3 separate regions of the Ovis aries genome follow, and all the other regions are linked to region 3. Evidence: chromatin contacts called from public Hi-C data. All regions are on one chromosome and are shown on one strand. Each heading gives the region's core, a stretch centred on a gene start, on an enhancer-like site or on the middle of the called end of the contact. The rest is flanking DNA. Distances are from core to core; before and after follow the strand shown. Region 1 overlaps RAPH1 (Ras association (RalGDS/AF-6) and pleckstrin homology domains 1). Region 2 has its middle 54 kb from the start of CTLA4. Region 3 overlaps LOC132659328 (a long non-coding RNA gene).

Region 1 (4,143 bases), core at 1,116-3,615, 160 kb after region 3:
CTCTAAAATTATCAGCAGTTTTCCTTCAAGATGGTCAGACAGAGTGCTTCAGATGAAGTAGCATATGAAAATCTGACAGTGAAACCTTTTTTTAGACACCTCTAAGTTCTTTAGAGGCAGTAATTATGCCTGTTCTAAAGAAACCTAGGACAGAATAGTTACTCTCACTGAAGTTTAGTGACACTAATACCAGTTAGAAAAATCAACTTGAGATTGGTACTATTGTATCTTGGGGATGTGGGTATTCAAACTGCCCATCTGAAAACAAAGTAATTGTATAGCTTTTCTTTCTACCTCCTTGCTCTCTGAAGCCAACAGGGCTAGGCATAGTATAATTTCACATCAGGAAGAGTAAGTCTTTTTCTCTTGCCTTTCTCTTTCTTGACTTTTGTTGAAATACTGTGCTTTCAGGCACTTCACATATGTTATTTCATTTAAGCCTCCAACTATCCCTTTGGTAGGGGCATTATTCCAAAGAGGGGATTAAGTAGGTCAAATAACTGGGAAGTCTGTTTTTGAATTCCAAAACTATAACATTTGCCTCCCAGCTTTTATCAGTATCTTAAAAATAAAGTGAAGCTGATCATCAAAAATGATTATTTCCTGAATGTTTGATTTAGCGTAAAAATATGAGTTTATGGATAAACATAAAAATGAATTACAGAATAATGTTAGTATTCTTATGAAATCCATCAGTAGTGTTCATTTGCTGTTTTTAAATTTAGAATTCATTGTAGCTGAAGTAAATTCTAATAAAGACTATAGCAACGTGAAATAAATGTTACAGTTGACTTACTGGTACTTTTATTCACATTAAAAGATAAAACAATACTTTTTAATAAGACAGCAGTTTGCAAATTTAAATAGTAATTGCATGTTATAAGTTTTATATAAAGTAGGGTTTACTGATGAAAGGTTAGTGCTATAATATACCTATATATTTATTTTCTGGTGGGATTTAAACTAACAGTTCCTCTGAATTTGGAATCTTATACACAAAAATATATTTTTAAAATAAAAATGCTTTTAGAAACATATACTGAAGCTTATGGTAGGTTCAAAAAGTTTTGCTGAATCTTTAAGAATATTTGATGATGTATTGTAAATATTTTGATAGGAAAAATTCCTAAATATTTGAGCTACTAAAGCTTTTCAATGCTGTGGGGTATTTTTCCCCCTCATGTGTATAGAGTTTTTTTTTTAATGAAATCTCTGTGGCTATACCAGTTGTTAATAATGTGATATGCAGCATAGCATATGATAGCTTCAGTGTAATTCCTTTACTTCCTTCACTTCCCAGAACTATTTCAAGAATAAATGTGTGCAGAAATCTTGAGATATTGGAAAGAAAACAGCAGTTGTGTTTGTTGTAATAACAAGTGGCATTGGCATTGAGGTCCCAGTTATTCTCAGAAAGCAACTTTTTGCTCTGAGATAATAACTAGATGGGAGCTCAGGGCTTTCTGAAATTTTAAGAGGCCTGCGTATCTGAAAGATTGGAGTTACTAGTTATTACAACTACGTTTCTCCTAAAATTCTAATGGCTATGTTGCTGCATCTCACTGAAAATTTATCCACATGTACCAACTTGGTGTTTTAATTCTAGATTTCACTGGCCTAGGAAGGTAATAGAGGGATAGGTACAAACACACCACCCAGTCAACACTGGCATATATGCCGTGATCCTTGTTTTGTGGATTTCTTAGATACCTAAAAGCGAAAAAGCATTTTTATTTGGTTTTAAGTCTGTTTTGTTTTGTGTTGGGAGAGCTGGTAAAGAACCTTATACTGGCTATATAATGGCCAGTTAAATATCTAGGAGAGGAATAAAGAGAAGAGGAGGGGAAATAGAAAATAATATCAGCTACTGTGTTATTGCTTATTCTGTGCTGGGCATGGTGCTTTACATGTCTTAACACTGAGTTTGTATAGAGCCTTGAGAATAGGTACCATTCCCTGGTGGCTCAGAGGTTAAAGCATCTGCTTGCAATGTGGGAGACCTGGGTTCAATCCCTGGGTCAGGAAGATCCCCTGGAGAAGGAAATGGCAACCCACTCCAGTATTCTTTCCTGGAGAATCCCATGGACGGAGGAGCCTGGTGGGCTACAGTCCACGGGGTTGCAAAGAGCCGGACACGACTGAGAGACTTTCGCTTTCTTTCACTTTCACCACTGTTTTACAATGAAGGGAACTAAAGCAGAAAGTGACTAGGTAACTTTCCCGAGGATTTGAACCCAGGCAGTCTGGTTGTACAGCTCCTACAGCATTAGCGTTACCTTGCTACTTCATCATAAAATTGAAGGAGAATCTAGACAAGGCTAGACTAGCCAGTGCGTCTCAGATCCAAGCCTAGAGACAGAACTACATGGGCAGTAGAAAAAAAGGCAAAGAGATTTATGTAGTAACATCCCCATCTGGTGGTGTTTTAGTATATTCCTGAATATGTTAAAATTTTAACAACCGTAAGCTAGCTGTAATCTAAATGAATTGAGGTTTAAATAAAATTCAAATGATGGCTGGTGGTTTCCCATTCTTCTAATAATAATAGTGTTATTATTTCTCCTTTAATTTTTATAGTAACATTTGGAGATAAATGCTATCTTTACACCATTTTACACATGAGGAAACAGGTTAAATAATAAGCCCAGAGTCATATTGCCAGGAAATACTGAGCTGGTGCTTGAACCCAGGCACTCTGGCCACCCCATAAAGGTCTGGATTTGTAACCGTCATGCTGTATTTATTTTTAATATTTGTGAAGAGCACATAACCTCAGTACAAGATGGATGTAAATCTGTTTTATTGAAACATTAATATGTTTTCACAAACCTCCACCTTCTTCCAGTTATTATTTAAAGTGTTAGCTACCAAAAGAAAATGTTGTATTTTGTAACCATGACTCTGATAGGAGGTCATTCATTTCTTGATTTTGGCTCATATTTCAGATCACTGCTTTTCTACACATCCTCCCCAACAAGATTCTGGCTCATAAATGGTACATGTTATAGGTTCAGTTCAAGAAAGTAGTGATTCATAACTTACTTTGCAGAGATTTGTGGAGTTTTTGAGAGATTGATAGAGAACATGATAGCTTTGTAACAAATGAAACTTTTTGAAACTGAGACGGTATAGAGCAAATTTTATGTGAGTTGACCTTCACATTCACATATGTGTTTTAAACACAGATTTTAGATTTATGAAAGTAGTGATAAAGAAAAAGTAAAAACTGGGGACTTCCCTCGTGGTTCAGCAGTTTTCACCATCCAGTACAAGGGGTACAAGTTCTATCCCTGGCCGGGCAGCTAAGATATACCTCCTAGCCAAAAAAAAAAAAAAAAGTAAAATTCAGTAAAGATTTAAAAATTGGTCCACATTGTCTTTGATACTTCCCATGTGCATATTCATTTTTGGTAAGGATGTGTTGAATTTCAATAACTAATAATGTTCCATCATACTGTTTAACATGGCACGTAGCCATCTCTTATTGAACACCTTAGATAATGATTTTTTTTTTAACTAGCCAGTAAGCATTTGGAAATATGACGGGAGCTTATGTGAGACTGAGCCTAGTGAGAATAGATTTATTTTTTAACTTTTTATTTTGAGATAATGTCAAACTTAGAAAAATTTGAAAAAATAGTATAAAGAACTCATGAAACTCTTACTCATGTTCAGTAATTTAACATTTTGCGACATTTACTGTATTATTTTATATATATATATATATTTTTTTCCCCTGAACCAGTTGAGAGTTGGTTGCATTTTCATGCCCTTTTAGCTGTTAATACTCAAAGTACTCATTTCCTAAGAATGAGGATATTGGCAATATAGATTCGGTAGGCCTCGCATTGATGTGGTGACTGACACAGTGTTATAGAATATGTTGAATGAGAAAATGTAGAGAGAGGAAAGCAAAATCACTCTTAGTCTGGCCAAGCCTGTGGCATGAATAGCTATTCATACATTCCATAAATGCTGGAGTACCTGGGCTGTAAGGGATAAAACTGTGAACATAATACACAATGTCTTTATGAGATTATAATTTATTGTATGGCGAGAGGGATGTCAGAACAGACAACCAAAGCAGTTTTAGTGCAGTAAGGCAAGTACTATGAGAGGAAAGACAGAAACGTTGGTTAAAAG
Region 2 (4,225 bases), core at 588-3,087, 170 kb before region 3:
AAATTAACCTCACAGGATACCTTTTCTCTTTCTCACCTTCAAAATAGTATATACGTTATTTTTTTTAACAAGACCTCAAGATTTTATTATATTCGAGATAAAAGATGAGGCTTAGAACTGGGTCACTTAGTCTTTCTCATCCTGTCTCCTCTCAGTTCATAATGCTTGGATCTGCAGTTGGTGTCAACCCATTTAAGCCTCTGCACAATCTTCTTTGTGGTTTATGTATAGCTTACTATCTAATATCATGTACATTTTAAAAGATTGCACTACAGACTTAATCCATCTTTCCAATTCTCCTCTGCACTCTGGGAAATGGCTTTTCTCAATTAATTGAAGGGGGAAAGTCCACTTTCCCTTTTCCTGCATTTGATGGTCTTATATTGCAACCAGCACTCACCCGCTCCCCTACCCCTGACCCTGCAGAGTTACCATCCTACTCCATCCCCAGGGGCAGGAGTGACGGCAGAAGTTCCACCCTAGAGCATTGTCCCTCCTCTGTCCACAGAGTGCCACCAGAGCACCTGCCCCATTTCTGGACTGAGAAAATGGTACCCACTACATTCTCCTACACCAATACTACCATGCATTGGTGACTGGGCACTGTTAGCTTGGCCTCTAAAATAAACCATCAAAGAAAACTTAATAGTGGAAGATGTACAATTTTTCTGCTATTTTTTCCTTCCTGACCCTTGCATGGGCCTCTTTCTGGTCCATGGGAATACAGACAGCCCCATACCTGCGTATAGAAAAGACATCTGTTAGACCTGTAACCTGACAAGTGTGACAGGAGTTCCAAAGGAGAGGGAAGAATGCAAAGCACAGCATGTACAAGGAGATTCCACCTGGTCTGGGGGATCAGGCAGGGCCTCCTTCCGGAAGTGACTTTTCATCTGAGGTCTATAGGATGAAGAAGAGTTACCAAGATGAGGATGGTTCCATACCGGGGGTAGGGGTGGGCAGCTGATGCAAAAACCTCCGGTGATGGGGAGCATGATGCTTTCCAGAAACTAAAGGAAACTAGTATGGTTTGGACCAGGAAGAGGGTAAGGGAACTTAGAATGGAAACAGGAAAGAGACAAAGACATGAAGACCCAAAGGAAAAAGCTTGATATGAGGCAGACTTATGAGAAACGAGTTTCTTCTTTTTATATGATGAGGCCTTCTTGATCGGTAAACACAGAGTATAGTATAGAGGGCAATGGGTCATCACTGCCACCAGTCATCCCTTTTCCTGCCACCCGCATTCTTCTAAAATCCAGAGCCCACTTCATCCCCTCCAGACAGTCCTCCCTGATTTCCCCTGCCTGCATTGCCCCTTACAGCACTTAGGGTTCCCTGCATCACAATCAATGGCCTTTCCTATGCCACTGGTGCTAAGAATAAAACACCAGGACAATAGAAAGCAGAAATCGCTCCAATTCCTGGTTCACCCCCCTTACTGTGGGAAAATGCAAGCTTCACTGGATTTTTAAAATGATGTCTTGGCCATTTAACATAGAAGGAAAGATTTCCTGGTTGTGAGGAACATGTGAGCAAATGGAATCTGGGTATGCAATGCCCTCCTCACTCACAGCTGCATCTCAAGGCAAAATTTCTCCCCTTGTTCCATAGAGAGGATTATTTATAGTCACGAAAAGCATTGCATCTACCAAAAACAAAAGCAAAGAACAAACCAAAAAAGGAGAAAGGCTTTCCCGAGCAAAAAGGAGGTGTGAGTAGGTTTTGAAAATCAAGTCAATCATTTTGTGTCTGAAGATTATCACAGCCTACTCTTCAGTTATTGCAGTAAATCATACTGACCTATAGATGGCACAAGGTGACTACTGAATAAATATCTTGCTACAGATACAGATCACAGAATCAGGCAGGTCTAACAAATTTCAGAGGCCAACTGTTAGCATTTTCTAAGCTTGTGACATCAGGCCAAAGACAGTTAAAGTCTAATGGCTTTTTCAAACCATATGACTGTGTCTCTCCATGCTTCGTTCATCTGTGTCCTCCTAATTTTGTTCTTTTGTTTTTAATTACCAGAGCTACAGTGGTAATCTATAATCAGTTCTCTATTAACTGTTACAGTTTAGAGAATTTACATTCTTGGGCATAATCATAAGGTCAGTACTGCTAACATGACCCCCCACTTGCAGAGCCCTTCCAGAGTGTAGGCACCTTTTTAAAGTACTTGCTTAACCACGTCAACTCAGGTAACCCTCATGGCAATCATGTGAAATAAGTAAAGCACTGTCATCCATCCCCTATTTATAGGTGAGGAAGCTGAAGCACAGTGAAATGTGAAATAATTTTAATGAAGATCACACAACAAATAGTAGAGCTGGGATCTGAACACAAGCCATCTGGCTCCGGTGACCACGTTCTTATCCGCTAGAAGAACGCACACTTAGAACTATTACTGGAGCATGAGATGAACTAAGGCCATCTTCCCCCTCCTTGATAAATCTGTGACAGGTTGGCTTGAGGTCGGACATAGGAGTGAAAACAGCTCCCTCCTGGAACTTTATGGTTCCAAGTCTCCACTGGTCAAGGGAATCCAGTATAGACCCAATAAGGCTGCAAAGGGCAGAGTCTGGGAAAGTTAGCAGAGCTCTCATTACCAGGAGAAGAGTGGGAATACTGCTGATTCAGCCTGTTACATTTGTTTCCCATTTCTAAAATGAAAATTCCATCCAGCTCACTGAGGCATATAATTCACGGGAGTCCCCCAGTGGAGGCAATGGGCAGTATCAGCCTGCCGGGGATAACCTGGATCCAGAGTAGGAGGCCCCTCTCCATCAGAATTTTAATGTGTGATTTCAACAATGGCCAGTTTGTGAAGAGTAGATAAAATGTAAAGTGCATTTGGTAGCATCTCAAAAAGTTAACCAGAGAATTACCACGTGGGTGGAATCGGAGAAGAACTGAAAGCAGGAACTTGAACAGATGTCTATACACCAATGTTCACGGCAGCATGATTTACAGTAGTGAAACTTTGGAAACAACCTCTATGCTCTGAATGTTTCTGTCTCCCCCAAATTCCTATCTTGAAATCCTAATGCACAATGTGATGGTACTGAGACAGGGTCTTTAGGAGGTGAGCATGTCATGAGGGTAGAGCCCCCATGAAAGGGACTAGTGTTGCCATGAAAGAGGCCCCACAGAGATCCTTTTCCCCTTCTACCAGGATGAGAAGTCGGCCTTCTGCCATGCAGAAGAGGATCTTCAACAGAACCAGACCATGCTGACACTCTGATCTCGGACTTTGAACCTCTAGAACTGTGAAAAATAAACTTCTATTCTTTAGAAGCAACCCAGTCTGTGGTAATTCATTACAGCAGCCTGAACGGACTAAGACAACCCAAGTGTCATGTAATTGGATACACAAAATGTGGCATATCCATACAATGGAATGTTATTCGGTCATGGAAAGGAGTGAAGTACTGGTGCTTGCTGCAATTGGATGAACTTTGAAAATACTATGCGAAATGGAGTCAGTCACAAATGGATAAATATTGTATGACCTGTGGTACCTAAAATATGCAAAATCAAAGATGTAGAAAGTAGAATAGGGGTCATCAGTGGCTGAGGGGAGATGAGGGTGGTGATGAAGTCATTGTTTAATGGAGACAGAGTTTCTGATGCAGCTGATTAAGTTCTGGAAATGGATGGTGGTCATAGTTATACAACACCTGTGAAGGTACTTAATGTCACTGAATTGTACACTTAAAAAATAACGAAAATAGTGGGACTGACCTGGTGGTCCAGTGGCTAAGACTCTGTGCTCCCGATTCAGGGGGCAGGGTTCGATCCCTTGTCAGGGAACTAGATCCCACATGTTACAACCAGAAGATTTGGCATGCCACAACTCAGATCTGACACAGCCAAGTAAATAATTTTTTTAATAGCTAAAGCAGTAACTTTCAGGTTATACAGATTTTACCACTATTAAAAAAAAATCATGTTTTTAAAATGTAAAGTGTCTAGGAAATTTGAGAGATATTGCCAGTTACCTAGCCATTACCTAGTCTCCCAGAGCCAAAATCTAGTCTCTTTTTCTTTATTAACAGAATCCAATCTGTTGGGGGCTGCAAGGAGTCCTGCTAAAGTCTCCGTTTCCCAGGCTCCCTGCGGATAGGGATGACCATGTGACTGTAAGCTGTGCAGTGAGAGGAAAATTTCTCTTTACTGAGTGAAACTTTTGTGAAAGTTCATCAAAAGTTGGGAGTGGGAG
Region 3 (4,265 bases), core at 714-3,213:
AGAAATAACATTTCAAAGTATATTTCTATCGCAGTAATCACAACTCACTTTGAACAAAACCTTTTCTGTCAGATCATAGAGTCAAACTTGTTTTGTGGGTTTATCATCATCAGAAAACTACAACCATATCAAAGACAATGGATGTGGGGTTGGCCTTGACTCTCTCATTCTTTAATGCAGAAAGACAGTCTGCATTAAAGCAGGGAAAACATTTATTTATGTCCACTTTGGAGGAAACAAAGAATTAAGTATCGCTAACTTTGAGGGCCTTTCTAAGGCAATTTTGCTGACTTGAAAGCTGGCATCTTGCTGAAAAGCCCAAGTAGCTGATAGAAATATGTGCTACGCTTCCTTCTTTCCTTACCAGTGATTCTGTGTTTATAAGAGCTTCCCTGGCAGCTCAGTGGTAAAGAATCCACCTGCAATGCAGAAGCCACTGGAGACATGGGTTCGATCTCAGGTCAGGAAGATCCCCTGGAGGAGGGCATAGCAATCCACTCCAAAATTCTTGCCTGCAGAATTCCATGGACAGAAGAGTCTGGCAGGCTATAGCCCGTGGGGTCGCAAAGAGTTGGACATGCCTGAAGCGACTTCGCATGCAAGCACGCTAAGGACAAACTAAAGGAAAAGAGAGTCCAAAAGATGTTCCCAGCTTTCAAGCATTATAATACACATCTCCAAAACCAAAGCGACAAAGGGAGCCGCCGTTACAGACTCATCTAATCAATACTAAAAAAGACTTCATTTACTTTAGATTATACGACTCGGATTATGGGCTGATGAAAGAATCCAATTTTCACCAAGATCCTTGGGCTTCTGTTGTCTCCTGTGCATAGTCTGCTTTCATGGCTACTATTCTATGTTTATCTTGTTTATAGCTCTAGCAAATGCACTCTTGAGGGTTTGAAGTTGTACTATTCTCAATACATAGCACACAGAATGGAGTTTCTTCCATTTATGGAAGTAAACATTATATGAGGAGTACGTGTTCTTGCTACATTCCTGTCATTACTAAAAGAGCACAGTTAACAATCTCTAAAATACAGTTAAGTGGATTTGATGATGCCATGTGCTAAGATGTAATGAAAATGTAACTCAGTAACAAGAAGTGGAAAAAAAATTATCAAGACATGGTAGATAAAGGTAACCTGTGAGCATTTTCGTTGGTATTAGCCAAAATGAATTGAATGGGGCAGGACCTTATCTCAAGAAATCACGAACTTATCTAATTTATGTCTATACCTTCAAACCAACTTTTGTTAACAACTGAATTTAAATGGTAAACAACTATGAGTTTATGCAAAGGATAGGTGGTTTGTTTTCAAAATAATCCAAAGGCTAGTGTCTGAATACTACCTTCCTTCTCTTTCCAGGTAATTGTGAATGCTGTATCCCCATGCGTGCTTGTGTTCAGTCACTCAGTTGTGTCCAGCTCTGCGACCCTGTCGATCGTACACAGCCTGCCAGGCTCCTCTGTCCACAGGAATTTCCCAGGCAAAAATACTGGAGTGAGTTGCCATTCCCTACTGCAGGGGATCTTCCTCATCCAGAGATCAAACCAGGGTCTCCTGCATTGTAGGCAGATTCTTTACCATCTGAACCACCAGGGAGGCCCCAAAGCATTTCCCCATGGACTGTAGCCAACCAGGCTCCTCTGCCCATGGGATTCTCCAGGTAAGAATACTGGAGTGGGTAGCCATTTCCTCCTCCAAGGGATCTTCCAAACCCAGGGATCGAACTCACATCTCCTGCATTGCAGGCAGATTCTTTCCCACTAGAGCCACCAGGGAAGGCCCTGTATCCCCATAGTTGTACATAAATCCTTTTTCTTTTCAGATGCTAGTGTGAGCCTGACAGTCTCCTTGGTAATAATTCTCACAGCCCCAAACCTTCTAGAGTGCAGTATAAACTTCTTTCCTCTTGTCCTGTCATTTGCGGAGATGGAAAACAACCGATGTCTTTCTATAATGACCCTTCCAATCTGTTAGACCTTTATTCTCTAAGCTAAATAACCCCACAGCTCTGTGGCCTTTGCTCTCAGCCCTGTTTCCCAAGCCTTAATTACATTTTTGCTCTTCTCTGGAGTTCTGCCAGTTCCCCACATCCTCCTTAAAGGGGAGACACAGAGTGGCCGCAGTTGGGGTCAGACCAGCACAGGGAAAAGCTAACAGGCCACTTCCTGCCCTTGGCCTTCTCTAGGTCCCACTATCTTATTGGTTCTATAAATAAATCAGTACTCATTCATCTAGTTCTACGAAGGTCACCACATGAAGCTGAACTCCACCTTTCCCTATCTTGCGCTGTAGTGTTTTGATTTTGTCCTGTGAACTTTTTGTACTTACCCCTTGGAACTTAATCTAATTCAAAATATCTTACCCAGTGCCTTGTCTGAGTTACTTTACGTTTAATCCCTCCTTTCTCCACTTCTCCACAAAACGTTTTGCCAATTCAGAAAATTCCTTCCCAGAAGCTGAACCATGCATCAAGATTTACTGAGAGTTAGATGAGACCTTGGAACAGAAAAAAGGACAGGAGATAAAAACTATGGAAATCTGAATAAAATGTGGACTTCAGTTAATAATATAGCTACTGCTGCTGCTAAGTCGCTTCAGTCGTGTCCAACTCTTTGCGACCGCATAGACGGCCGCCCACCAGGCTCCCCTGTCCCTGGGATTCTCCAGACAAGAACACTGGAGTGGGTTGCCATTTCCTTCTCCAGTGCATGAAAGTGAAAAGTGAAAGTGAAGTCACTCAGTTGTGTCCAACCCTTAGCCACCACATGGACTTCGGCCTACCAGGCTCCTCCGTCCATGGGATTTTCCAGGCAAGACTACTGGAGCGGGTTGCCATTGCCTTCAATAGTGTTGGTTTATTAATTGAAACAATTGTAACTCCCTTTATTAATTAACTATATTAACATATTAACTATATGCTAATCCTAGGAGAAACAACACAGGGGCTGCCTAAGAACTCTGCATACTGTCTAGCTCAATTAGTCTATGAATCTAAAACTAGTATGAAAATCAAAGTCTAAGCATGAAAAGAAAGAAATGGGGAAGAGAGTCTAATTTAAACAGGCTGGCCTGAGAAAGCCTCTCTGGGAGTTAATTTGAAGCCTAAACTTGAAGGTCCTGGTCAGATGAGGAAGAGAGAAAGTGCTCAGATCTTAGGAAAGAGTACAGGCAAAAACTCTCCAGGGAGGGGAAAAAAAAAAAAAGATTTACAAGCTTTTCCCTGTGTCCCCCATCATCCTCAAGGCAAGTGCTGACGCTATTGTGATAATAACCACACTTTACTGAGAGATTATACTAGGGAATTTTACATACTACATACATTATTTCATTATTTCCTCACACTAGCCATATATAAGGTAGATCTTATTACCCCCATTTTATTCGAGGATCCTAAGGTTAGCTGGATGTAGTCATTTGCTACAGCCACAGAGAGATAGTCTCTCTGTCTATAGAATTCAGTGTGCCACAGTGCCAGGAAATCAGTGCTCACTGACATTTGGGTGTAACCCACTAGACAAATATGACTACACTTGTCAAACAAATGTATGGTTTATCTCAAAAATCAACAACCGGGACTTCCCTGGCAGTCTAGTGGTTCAGACTTCGCCTTCCAATGCAGAAGGTGCAGGTGTGATCCCTGATCAGGGAGGGGGTGGGGGGAGCTAAGATCCCACATGCCTCACAGCCAAAAACCCAAAACATAAAACAGAAGCAATATTGTAACAGATTCAGTAAAGACTTTAAAATGATTCACATTTTTTTTTAAAAATCTTTTAAAAAGATCAGCTGCAATCATGGGAGAATAAGACCAGAAGGAAAGAAGAGACGATAAGGCAAGTTTGAAGAGCATCAAAATCTGTTTCAGGTGCCCTGTTCTTTCTGATCATAAAAATAATAGCATGGGATAGAAACAAATTAAGGGTCTGGACGGAGTGTGGCACATCTCCTATATTCCCCTGGACACTAACGAAGAATCACCCACCTGTGGACAGGAGTAATAGGGCCATAGAAGAGATTCCCTAATGAGATACATGTGTTTAACTTCTTGTTTCAACTGTTAATTTACTACTAACTAGCTGGAGGAAGTAAACATTATTTATCCTTTTAAGTCTGGTACATGTACTGCTTTACTGACAAAATGGATTTGGTGATTGAATAGAAAAGTAAAGGGGGAACTCAAAAATCTATATGTGCCAAGACAGTTGTTTATGCAAAGCACCACGCACAGAACTATGGTGTTGGAGAAGACTC

Evidence for each region. A called contact is a pair of places that touch in the nucleus more often than the background predicts.
Region 1: a contact with region 3 is called in a Hi-C map of tail adipose tissue, with 1.9 times the contacts expected there. The contact joins two enhancer-like sites. A contact is called at or near these places in 2 of 16 Hi-C or Micro-C datasets (mixed tissues and tail adipose tissue).
Region 2: a Hi-C map of liver shows a contact between it and region 3, with 4 times the contacts expected there. The contact joins two enhancer-like sites. A contact is called at or near these places in 4 of 16 Hi-C or Micro-C datasets (blood, liver, muscle and 1 more).

Annotation. Positions count from the first base shown.
Region 1 is chr2:205,481,038-205,485,180 of ARS-UI_Ramb_v3.0, reverse strand. The region is part of intron 4 of RAPH1 (Ras association (RalGDS/AF-6) and pleckstrin homology domains 1); the gene reads left to right. Among named protein-coding and RNA genes, the nearest start is that of RAPH1, 55 kb to the left of the region's middle. Within about 2 kb of position 2,365, at least 16 of the 54 cell types and tissues checked have an H3K27ac peak or open chromatin away from gene starts, as enhancers often do.
Region 2 is chr2:205,805,168-205,809,392 of ARS-UI_Ramb_v3.0, reverse strand. It overlaps a transcript of CTLA4 not described here. Among named protein-coding and RNA genes, the nearest start is that of CTLA4, 54 kb to the left of the region's middle. Within about 2 kb of position 1,837, at least 2 of the 54 cell types and tissues checked have an H3K27ac peak or open chromatin away from gene starts, as enhancers often do. A contact at or near this core is called in liver, where this site is marked.
Region 3 is chr2:205,639,114-205,643,378 of ARS-UI_Ramb_v3.0, reverse strand. LOC132659328 (a long non-coding RNA gene) reads left to right here. Exons shown (of 3, transcript XR_009599636.1): 2 at 1,374-1,674; 3 at 3,796-4,265. Among named protein-coding and RNA genes, the nearest start is that of CD28, 56 kb to the left of the region's middle. Within about 2 kb of position 1,963, at least 4 of the 54 cell types and tissues checked have an H3K27ac peak or open chromatin away from gene starts, as enhancers often do. A contact at or near this core is called in liver, where this site is marked.